2 separate regions of the Mus musculus genome follow, and region 1 is linked to region 2. The links are chromatin contacts, called in public HiChIP or PLAC-seq maps. All regions are on one chromosome and are shown on one strand. Each heading gives the region's core, a stretch centred on a gene start, on an enhancer-like site or on the middle of the called end of the contact. The rest is flanking DNA. Distances are from core to core; before and after follow the strand shown.

What was found. HiChIP or PLAC-seq counts read pairs in DNA pulled down with a chosen protein or histone mark.
Region 1: a contact with region 2 is called in an H3K27ac HiChIP or PLAC-seq map of embryonic stem cells, with 7 times the contacts expected there. The contact joins two enhancer-like sites. A contact is called at or near these places in 1 of 484 Hi-C or Micro-C datasets (trophoblast stem cells), 3 of 115 datasets of contacts at active chromatin or transcription factors (embryonic stem cells and large pre-B cells) and 2 of 9 other capture datasets (embryonic stem cells and liver).

The regions. Positions count from the first base shown.
Region 1 is chr15:10,310,490-10,315,754 of GRCm38.p6, reverse strand. It overlaps Prlr (prolactin receptor), which reads right to left. Exons shown (of 10, transcript NM_011169.5): 3 at 1,482-1,590. The coding sequence starts at 1,536. Among named protein-coding and RNA genes, the nearest start is that of Gm41269, 45 kb to the left of the region's middle. Within about 2 kb of position 1,409, at least 3 of the 459 cell types and tissues checked have an H3K27ac peak or open chromatin away from gene starts, as enhancers often do.
Region 2 is chr15:9,889,029-9,894,679 of GRCm38.p6, reverse strand. No RefSeq gene overlaps it. Among named protein-coding and RNA genes, the nearest start is that of Spef2, 140 kb to the right of the region's middle. Within about 2 kb of position 3,054, at least 12 of the 459 cell types and tissues checked have an H3K27ac peak or open chromatin away from gene starts, as enhancers often do.

The sequences.
Region 1 (5,265 bases), core at 160-2,659, 420 kb before region 2:
ATTCAATTTTTCACAAAGGCTCACAGGTAGGAACTTTAGCTACTCACCCATCCAGCAGATCAGGTCAGGGGAATCATGGCAAAGGGATCTGTATGAACAGGAACCACATTTCTGTACGAAATGTGTTAAGGAAGAACTTAATGGATGATCTAGTATGGTGTACCAAATGGGGCCATGGGCTGGCCAGCAAAGCATCACAGTAGCTTAGAACTGCTGAAAAGAATCTGTGTGAGCATTGTGTGGATCTACCAATATTTGGAGCATTGTTCATCCTCCAGGGAAGATTTTGTCAGGATAGTGCTTTTGGGAGTCATTGCAAAAATACAAGGTTTCTTTTGCTTGTTTTATTCTGCCATGGGTGAGGAGAAGCAAATTATGTAGAGAGAAATATTCATTAAAAAATCTCATCAATCCTAGGAGGCAGAGGCAGGCAGGTTTCTGAGTTTGAGGCCAGCCTGGTCTACAGAGTGAGTTCCAGGATAGCTAGGGCTACACAGAGAAATCCTGTCTTGAAAAACTAAGCAAGCCAAACAACCTTCTAGGGGGGAAAGGTAAGGCTGTGAAATGATGTGAAATGACAAGTAGTCAAATGTTACTTTCATGTCCCTAGAGGAAACAAAGTTTATGGACTATCTCAGTGCAATACAAGGGATATGATACAAGTCCAAGAAATGCAGACACTTGCCTATGCTGATTCCATATACACAGATAATGCATAACATCCATATAAACATATCCAGAGAGAAATACAAGCAAAGGCATAATGATGGCAATATATTGGTACACACACACACCCCATATATATACACACATATGTACACGATATACACAGAGGTTACTCATTGGTATTCACATATACACATATATTCACACAGAAGCATTTATAGCCCAGTACTATAAACAGTTGGTATGTACATTGTTACATTCAGAAGTACACATGTCCAGAAAGACATAGAAGTAGATAGGGAAACCTATGTAGATAATCACACAGCTTTTCATTTAGCTCTGAATTTTGTTTCTCTGAGTTGCACACATACTGGAAGTGGCTGCACTTCTTTCTCACCTTGTAATAGCAATCCTGTGTGTTATTTTATGGTTGTCCAAAGGTATTTTCAAATGCATTAATCCATCTGAACTATGTGAAATATAACTATCCTCCTTTGGAGAAATTAAAACCACGGAGAGACACACAAGTGGTTCAAGTCATGTAGCTGGCAACTGTAAGAACCTGGATGGCAAGTCCATCTCCAGTGCCCTCTCAGTGCCCTCTCAAAATGGGGATGGAAGAGAGGGGGTGCATGATAAGATCAGGCATTAATTTTAATGCAGAAGTGTGGCAAATAATTTAGTAGCAGCACATGACCCAGACGTCTTCCTTTCTCACAGCTGCATTGCAACAGACAGAGACAGCCTCTCCACCCCCCCCCCCCCCCCCCCCGATAAACACTTCAGGCAAGGAGAGCAAGAAGAGAGTCTCTTACCATTCAGGAGGCTGATGCTGAGGACAAGCAGCATGTAAGCAAGTGCAGATGACATGTTTTGCTTCAGGCTGGCCCTTCTTCTTGCTACAGGCAATAGATCAGAGGCTCCCTGGAAGAGAAAGCACCAGGTGACATTTGTTAAATGACAACCGCTCAGGCACATGCACCATTTACTTTTATTCTGGGTGCTTGCAACTGGTTCTTGCTCCTTGCTTAATGTGAGCGACAAAACAGTGGGAAGAGAATCTAGTAAAATGTAACATGGGATGGCTTGGCTAAGAAGCCCTGATTCACACTTGCTGGCAAAGATTTCACCACAAGAGGTCGTCAGACAACAGTGTAGAGAGTTCAGGGGAAGTCTCTTCAGGAAGACAGTTCAGGCTGTTGGCTTTTTATTTTATTTTATTATATTATTATTTTATTATTTTCTGCATTCATCTTTCCACATGATTGTTTAGCTGTCTAATAGCACATCACCCATTTATATAATATAGACTGTGCTCCCCACAGGAGAACCATTCATGGAGGGTTCTTGCTCCAGTATCCAGAGCATAAACCAGGTCAATTTATCGATCCTGCCAGATTGAGAGTGGGATGGTCAGGGTGGAGGTTCCTGTCTAAGTTCAGGCTGAGAAGGTTCAGGAACTCTCCAGGGATATGGCCATGGCTGTGAAGCAAACCTCATAATGAATTTTAGTGGCCCTCCGTGTGGCTTCTTTCTCCCTTCTGTAAAGCCCCATAACAAGAGACAATGAACAGTAATAATTCAAACCTCTTGGGTTCAGGGTATTAAGTCAATTTTGAACTTGCAGGGCTTGAGAGTTTTGAGCAATTTATTAATATTATTATTTTTACTCTTTGGAACCGTTTTCAAAGCTTCTCAAGTTCCTGCCTTTTTAAGAAAGATTTTAAAGACTTTTTTTATTAAAAAAAAAAAGACTCATTAGTCTTATTAGACTTCAGACAGTGCTCCAAAAAAACAATAGATTTTGATGAACGACATATAAATTTCCAGAAGCACATGGTTTTCATTTCCTTTTAAATTTTATTTTTAAATCAAGGGAAGAACATCTAGGAGGCAAAGTTCTCCGTCATAGACTCTTCAAGCATTGTGAAGAGATGTGTGATGAGCCCCCAGAGGCACAGAATCCATCCTCCTGATCAGGGGATGTGCTCTGTCTGCCAAATACATACCACGCAACGGACAGCTTTCTGAAGGTGTAGAACACCTGCCACTACTGCTGTGGAATCACTCAAAAATAGACATTTTAACGACACTGGAAGCTTGGGGTACGCACATACCAACAAGCGGTGCCCTTCTATCGAATGTTCTGGTTGAGAACTGAATCCAATCCATTAATGGGCTCAGCAAAGTTCTGGAGACCTTTTGCTTGCTTTGCCTAGATTCCTTGCAAATACACATCTAGGTAGCACAGTCTCAATCTAACCTACTTCTTTTAATCTCTCAGGGCCATCCTCTTTAAACCAAGTGCTCAGCAGCTTCTGATAGGTTTTAAATAATGAACTTGTTCTAACAGGCACTGGTGTGAGTTCTTCCATCACTTGAATTTTATTTTGTCTTTTTCATGGCCTCATAAGGAGACATTGGTTTCCACCAGCTCGGTTTAACAGGTACAGAGACTGAGTGTAGAGAGATTTAGTAGACTGTTATCCACACGCTGACAGGAGAGAGAGAAAGAGAGAGAGGGGGAGAGGAAGAGGGAGAGGGAGAGGGAGAGGGAGAGGGAGAGGGAGAGGGAGAGGGAGAGGGAGAGGGAGAGGGAGAGGGAGAGGGAGAGGGAGAGGGAGAGGGAGAGGGAGAGGGAGAGGGAGAGGGAGAGGGAGAGGGAGAGAGATCTGGCAAGTCCCAGAGCATCTGAGAAATCAAGAGTTGTGTGATACCTGTGACAGACAGTGAAACTGACCCTTCTATAGAGTGATACATAAGACAAGAGCAATTGACCCATGGAGAGAAAAATACCTGGTTACATGGGTAAGCAGGAGCCAGAGAGCTAGGGTAGACAGAGGTCATCAGTTATGGCTCTACTCGTTCTTAAGGGTGTCTAATGCTGTTGATCTTATTTGTGTATAACCTGGGAAGCGTTCTTCATCTTGAACATACTTTAAACTCAGCCTGGCTTGGGAGTCAGATTCTGCTTCCTGGCTGAAGGTGCTCTAAAATATCCCCGTGTTAAAACTTCCCTCCTCCTTTGGGCATCACATAAAACAACATCTGAGATCACCATGCTATAAATCACCCTTCGTGGGTGAAATCGGGAAACCTCTGCCAGACAGGTCTATGACTGTTTTGCAAATGAAATACTCAGATAGGAATCCAGGTAGGCAGAAGCCAGAGTGGATTTAGTTATTTGTTTGTATTTCCTCTTCTGCTGGTGTAGGATCAAAAATCCTTCTCATTAAAGTTGTAAAAATGCTTGGTGTTCTCATTAGATAACTTTTTTCTACATATGCTGGAATCTGGTCACACCCATGCACTTCCTAATGCCCCAAGCTGCCCGTGTCAAGGAATTAGACACATTCCCAATGCGTTTTTGACAGTGACTTCCCAACTCAATCTTCACCTTATCCTCTGGCAAGGTAACCATGATGTGGTAAGAAAACTTTCAGAGGGAAACAAAATGGCCACTCATTTTGGCTATGCTCAATGTTAACCCCGATCGCACAGTACATAGTTCTTTTGTCCTAGCATTGAGCACACCCTCTCCTGATCCACAGACAAGATTTTATGGTAATCAGACACAAGACTAAGTGAAGTTTTTTTTTTTTTTTTTATCTTTCTGAATCCATTCTTCACTGCAAGCAGATCCAGGTTGAAGGGAGCATGGCCCTCCTTATTGACTGCTTCAGTTGGGGTTGGAATACCGATGAGGACCCACAACTTTGCATGATGGTATAGTGCAACTGCTTCAAATATCTGGAGTCCAGTTAGCAAAACCTGAGCCTTTCATACTCAGCTTAAGGTCATCTTAGGGTGCACACATCCCCATCTCTCTAAGTATGACTGTGATTGACAAGTGAAAAGTCTGTCTCTGAGCAGGTTTACAGTGAGTTCCTAACTTTCATCTGCTTTGTCCATGCCCATCTGATTTGTCTTTCTCACCTCTGGATTCTCAGACTCTCTCATCACCATGCCACTTTGCATTACCTTATTCAGACTCTTCCCATGCCCCATCCTGCTGTGGCACAAATGCCAAGAAAACTAACCATTTTCCCCTAGGTATGCCTTGTGCATCAACAGTGGTCCTACTTAGACCCACTCCTTCCAGAAGCCCCTCTTTATTACTGTTCTCCATTAAACCAACCCTCTTCCATTGAGGTCAACAGCTGAGTTTGCAATCTATAGTCCGGCTCATTCTTTTGGGAACCTAGAATGACTCCTTCCTAGATGGAAAACTAGGCAGGGTCCAATGGCCTACAGTATTCCCTCCCATCCACATTGTGGAAAGCATCCCAAATAATAGGAGACAGTATTACCTTCAAGAGGTAAATAGGACAGATCTGAACTCTCACCAGATCACTGCCTGATGTTAGCTTTTCTGATGTAGTCCTTTCTGCTTATACTTCTCTGCATGCTTTGGCCCACCCACCACTGAGATTATCAATTATAAAAGTCTGAAGGAAGGCTTAACTCTCCCATGATGTGGGATTTGTTTCCATCCTTTGGTGCTAGGAGATACTTCCAGTTTTCTTCTCCATGCTGCTTTTTTTTTTCTTTTGTCACTGTGGTCTCTCTATTTGACTCAGTCTCCTTAACCCTAGAATT
Region 2 (5,651 bases), core at 1,805-4,304:
ATAGAGTTTAATTTTTACTATACTTATAGAGTTTTAATTTTTACCTTCCAGAGATTTGTGAGACTATATAGACATTTAATGACATTTCTTTCTTTCCTGTGATTTCTTTTTTCTCATTAAGATAATTACTCTGGAACAGCAATGCTTCAGTTATAGTACCTTGTAATTATATCGCGTGTTTACAGCCTAACCTTAAATTCTCATCTCTAATATCTTTGAAGACTGAGAATATTCTCCTCTTTCAACAGCTTTTAAAAAATCAATGTGGGTCACCATTTTTAAAAGGGAGCTTGATGGCTGGGAGTGATTCTGTCAATGTGCTTTGGAATCTGCTGAAATCCTTTGCTTTGCACAGTGCAGCGCACAGTACAGCCATAATTGACAGTAGCGTTTGTTGAGCCTGTGCTAGCACAGTTCAAATTAAGAACAGTAATTCTTAGAGAAACCCTCTGTTCATCTTCTCTCAGAGAATTTTTCTAACTAAGTGTCAGGAATTTGAAACCCAGAATGTCCCAAGCACAATGGCTTTGCCAAGGACTTTTCCCAAGACCAAGCAGGGCTGCACCAGGGACAGCTGGCCTTAAGTGTTCAGGGGCAGCTTTCAGATGAATGACGTGAATGAAAAAAAGACTTTAGTAAGGTTGAAATTTTCTTCTTAAGTTATTTTATTTTATGTGTATTAGTTTTGCCTATGTCTGTGTACAGTTGCAGCTCCCCTGGAACTGGAGTTGCAGACATTGGTTAACTACTGGGAATTAAACTTGCATTCTCTGAAAGAACGGCCAGTGCAGTCCTGCCCCTTAATGAGTCTTTTGAGCTGGAGACTAAGAAGCTGTTTCAGATTCAGTATCTTCAACTCCGTGTCATGTTGACATCTTGTTACCAGGCTGACATGTCTGTGGCTTGATTTCCAGACAGAGAATTTCACATGAGAAGGCTTTGATTTCCAATGCTTCTGTTTACTTCTCTTGCAAGATATTGATTTGGTGTATTTGAGGTACCTTAGCTGTGACAAAACATCCAGAAGACACTGATGGTGGCCATGTGCGATTTCACTTCTCACCTAAAAGATCATCATACTATTCTTGCAAAATACTTCCTAAAATGCTGAATCTGAGAGTTTGACTACATACACAACGTAGGTGACAGGACTCACAGGATGCAGTACGAAGCATGAAAAACTCCTAATGTCATGGCTTTCATCATCTAAAAGGCTTTTATTCTCAGTCATAAGCCAGTACCTGGCATGGCATGGATACTGAAGGAGTAAGCATTAATTAATTAACACAATGGTATAAAACCATGTCAGAGCTCCTGAAGCAAGGTACTTGGCAGCCGTTAGGATGAACATGTAGAAACTGGCACTAGTATAGAAGGTTAGCACTTCTCTAGAAGAGAGTCATAAATCATAGAAACCAAAAGCCATGTAAAATTAAACCAACCATAACATTTGATGTACTGCTAATACATATTTCATGTACTTTATTCTCCTGTGATGTCTGTTTTCAATTGTTATAGGTGAATATTATAGACTGGACAACTTATAAAAATAAAGTTTCTGACCCAGGTATGGGGCAAGCCTGTAATCCCAGTACTACAGAGCCAAGGCATGAGGAGCTCCAGTTTGAAAACAGCTAGGACTATATTCTGAGTTTGAGGCCAGCTTGGCCGTAGAGAGAAATCTTGAGGCAGGAACATGCCAGAGCATGATACATGTGCTCTCTTCGTATCTCTTGAAAACACTTTTCCTACTATCACACCATGTCAGAGAGCATCAGTGGAATAATGGCAAGCTTGCCCAGTGTTTTAAGAGTCTTTTCTTCTGAGCTAACCTGAATCATTGTGACAGAGTCATGCCCCCTAAAGGTCCCATCACCCAATCCTGCTGCACTGGGGATCAAGTTTCAAACATAGGAATTGGAGAGATACATTCAGACTGTAGCCTGAGGGGAAAACCAATTAATTTTATGTGCATACATTTAATTGAGGCGATTTAAGTTTTTTTTTTTTAAATAGTAAATACTAGGAAGGTTCTTCTTCTTCTTTTTTTTTTTTAAATATAGAAATGAGAACTCTGTGAGGATTGTAATTAGTATCGTATCCTTCCCAAGCAGCAACTTTGGAAGACATTCTTATAAAAAGTATCTGAGATGGATAGAGAGGGAATCCTAGGGGGCCCTGCTCTTCATTGCTTAACTAGATACTACTGATAGATTCAGGGAAACAGGGAGTCATTACCTTCTGTTGTAAATCAACTAATGACCTCGCCAGGCTAGAGTGGGTAGTACCAATCCAATGCTCACACAGATGTCCCTACCAAATTGGTCACAAAACAAACCTGAAAGTAATGAACCTGAAAAATAGATTGGTGGGGAGGAGACAGGATTGAAAAGGAGAGAGGGGATGGTAGAGAAGACTGGGAAAGGCGGACAAGAATAGTCATATGCACACATCCGTAACAGGGTAGAAAAACAAACTTAATAGCAAATCTGTGAGAAATGGGTACTGTCTGAGATGTCTAGACACTTTAGTGAACATTTCAAAATTATAATAGAAAATCATACTCTAAGTTTAGATTAAATGGTATCTTCAGTGAAAAAAATATTAAAATTATTGTTTTTTTGTGTAAAATTAAGGCAATTTGGCTGGATTTTTTTTCAAAGCTTATTTGTATTGTCTGCGTGACGTGTGTATGTGTGCATATTTGTCTGCATGTCTTTGAGGGGCAGAGGTCAACACCTAGGAGTTTCCCTCTATCACTCTCCACCTTATTAGAGAAGGTTTTTTAATGGAATCTGGAGCTTCCTGGGTAGTCTGGCTGGCCTGTGAGATCAGGGGGTCCTGGGGTCTTCGCTGTGCTGCACTACTTCCAGCACCAGGGTTCAGAGGTGCTTTGCACGATTGGCGTGGCGATTGGCTTTTTTTTTTTTTTTGGTGGGGTTGAGGGATCTGAAGTCAGGTACTCATGCTTACACAGCAGCAAACCCTTTATCAGCTGATCCCTTTCCTCAGCTTGAGGTTCAGCTGAAAATAGAGAAGTGGTAGGGAAACAAGATGCGCTCACAGTTGAAGTCTTAGATAAACACTGAACCACATTTCACAGATGTGATAGTAAATCACTGAGGGAAAGAAGGTTTGGCCTAAACATGTTAGAAATTTCCAGGTTGTAGTCTGTGTGATTGCTCTGTTGGGTGTTGTTTTTGTTGTTGCTGTGGTTTGTGAATTTGTTTTTTGTTTGGGAGGATTTTTAAACTTGTTTTTGCTATCAAAGGCAATCTGTTCCCTTGAAGGCTTAATCAGTGGTATCATAGAGCAGAGCAAAACCTCATGTATTGATAAAGGGAAGATGGTGGTAGATGGGAAGGTACCTGCTTGATTATTATTATTAAGATGTATAGATTATAGATTTGGGTTTTTTTGTTTTGTTTTGTTTTGTTTTGTTTTTCTTTTTTTTTGGTGTTTTGAGACAGGGTTTCTCTGTATAGCCCTGGCTGTCCTGGAACTCACTTTGTAGACCAGGCTGGCCTCAAATTCAGAAATCCGCCTGCCTCTGCCTCCCGAGTGCTGGGTTTAAAGGTGTGCGCCACCACACCTGGCTTATAGATTTGTTTTTAAGACATGCTATAAAGTAGGAAACAGTTGTATTGGCTTTAGTTTGTATTAAGTTGTCAATCTGTATAGATGTTTTCACTCTCAAAGTTTTGTTTCATAGCTACTGTGAAAATAGTCCTTCCATTCCACTTCATAGTGTTGACAATATCAAATGAGACAATCCATATGGAATTATTTTATACACTTTTATTTTGAGAATCAGTTTGTTTTAATTTTTATATTTTTCCAGTTATCTAAGGTTGTTTGACAGTTTTGCAAGTTTATATAATGATTTTAGTCACTTTTTTTTCTCCTCCTTTCTTGTCCCATCGTCCCCTACCTGGCCCTCCAGCACCCTTCTCAATGAGTGCAACACCACTCCTACTTCTGTGCCTATGTTTTGTATGTAAATTCTTAAAGGTTATAAATAACAACTATAATTGTATTTGATATGCACACATAGCAATCTAAGCTAATGATCTGTTGCCAAGTAACAAACCTCCAGGTATTTGTTTAATTAATACTGGATTTCTGAGATCTCCAGATAAGATGACAGCCTAGACACTGCTTCTACGTGATGTGGAGGAGAACAGCCAGGATAAAACACAGTGGACTATACACCGAAGAGAGAAAGAACTTTAGACATTCATCCAGTGGGTGGTAGGGCAGCTGAAAAGTAAAAAGAAACACAAGGGCAGACAAAGAAACTGACACAGTCAACAGCAATTCAAGTCCAGAGGCTCAGATCATTGTCCCAGGGAGGAAACAGGAGTCTTATCTAAAAGCTGACCTTCCTGAAAAGACATGGCCAGTTCTAACCACAGGGCAGATGCATGGCTCTTGTAAGACTCAAATACAGTTACAAGTCTTGTTGAGAAAGTAATTCCTTTAGAGAGGAGGCTCAGAAATAGAGAGGAATTGAACCCTGTCAGTTTCCTAGGGTCAGAAGGTTGAAACTAAATGTTATCTTGAGAGGGTGCCTAGAATTTAAAATGGATCTATTCTGGGACCTGGAGAACAGGGAATAATTTTGTCAGGGGACCTGGTTCATCATGGTACAATCAGTGTACTATGAGAGCAATAGAAGATAATGGTGGAGTGTGGGAGGGACAGGTAATGCATTGGAAAGTTAGCTGTTGGTGTCTAGGTGCAGATCCTGCCAACGGAGAGTGGCTTTGGTAGCCCAACTGATAGCCCTGAGCTTGACAGCAGTGGATAAATCAAATCATCCTCTAATACCATCGGTCTGTTATAAGATTCATGTTTTTAACACTAAAGAGTTCCAAGGAACTAATGGGCTAGCCACCCACAAAGACATCCCTTCAGCACAGTGGTGACTGCTTAGTGGATCTTGAAAGTACAAAGACAGATCCAGCTACACATATCTTAGTGCTGTGGTTGTTTACCCCACTCTCAATACACTGCAGAGACACTGGCTAGAACATCATCCTGCCAAAAGGAGTCTAGTGGAGGTGGAAGAATATGCCTACAGACTGCAAGGCTAAGTATGCCTGTAGAGGCCTATGGTATTCAACAAAGGGAAGCAACTAGAGAGAAAGCAACATTGACTTTTCATCAGTAAAAGTTCAGCATCAATATAAACGATAGGGAATCCTGTCTCAATGTAGAGCAGGTTCATTACTGCCTCTCCTCATCTTGTGCCTTGCCTGCAACTTGAGTCTCTCCTGTGCTTCTTTTCTTGATAAGTTACATGTTTGAAATAAACGTCTGCCCCTCTGAGTGTTTTTTTTTTTCTTTCTTTAATGAAGAACTGGGTATAAGTTATGGGCAACCATATCTCAGCCAGAATGTCATCATACCTTGACATTTTTTTGTCATATACATTAGTCCATTTCTTATAGTTCAGCCTTATTCAAGGTCTCAGGACATGGGCACATTCAGCCAGATTATTTGCCAAAATACAACTAGAATGACATGAGTCTTAGTTTACAATAGCATCATTGTTCCTTTCTGTGGGCATTTTGCTCAGCATTTCTGTTTTCTGTGCTCTCACTGGAATGACACAGAGAGCTCTGCTTACACCATTTGACATATATTCT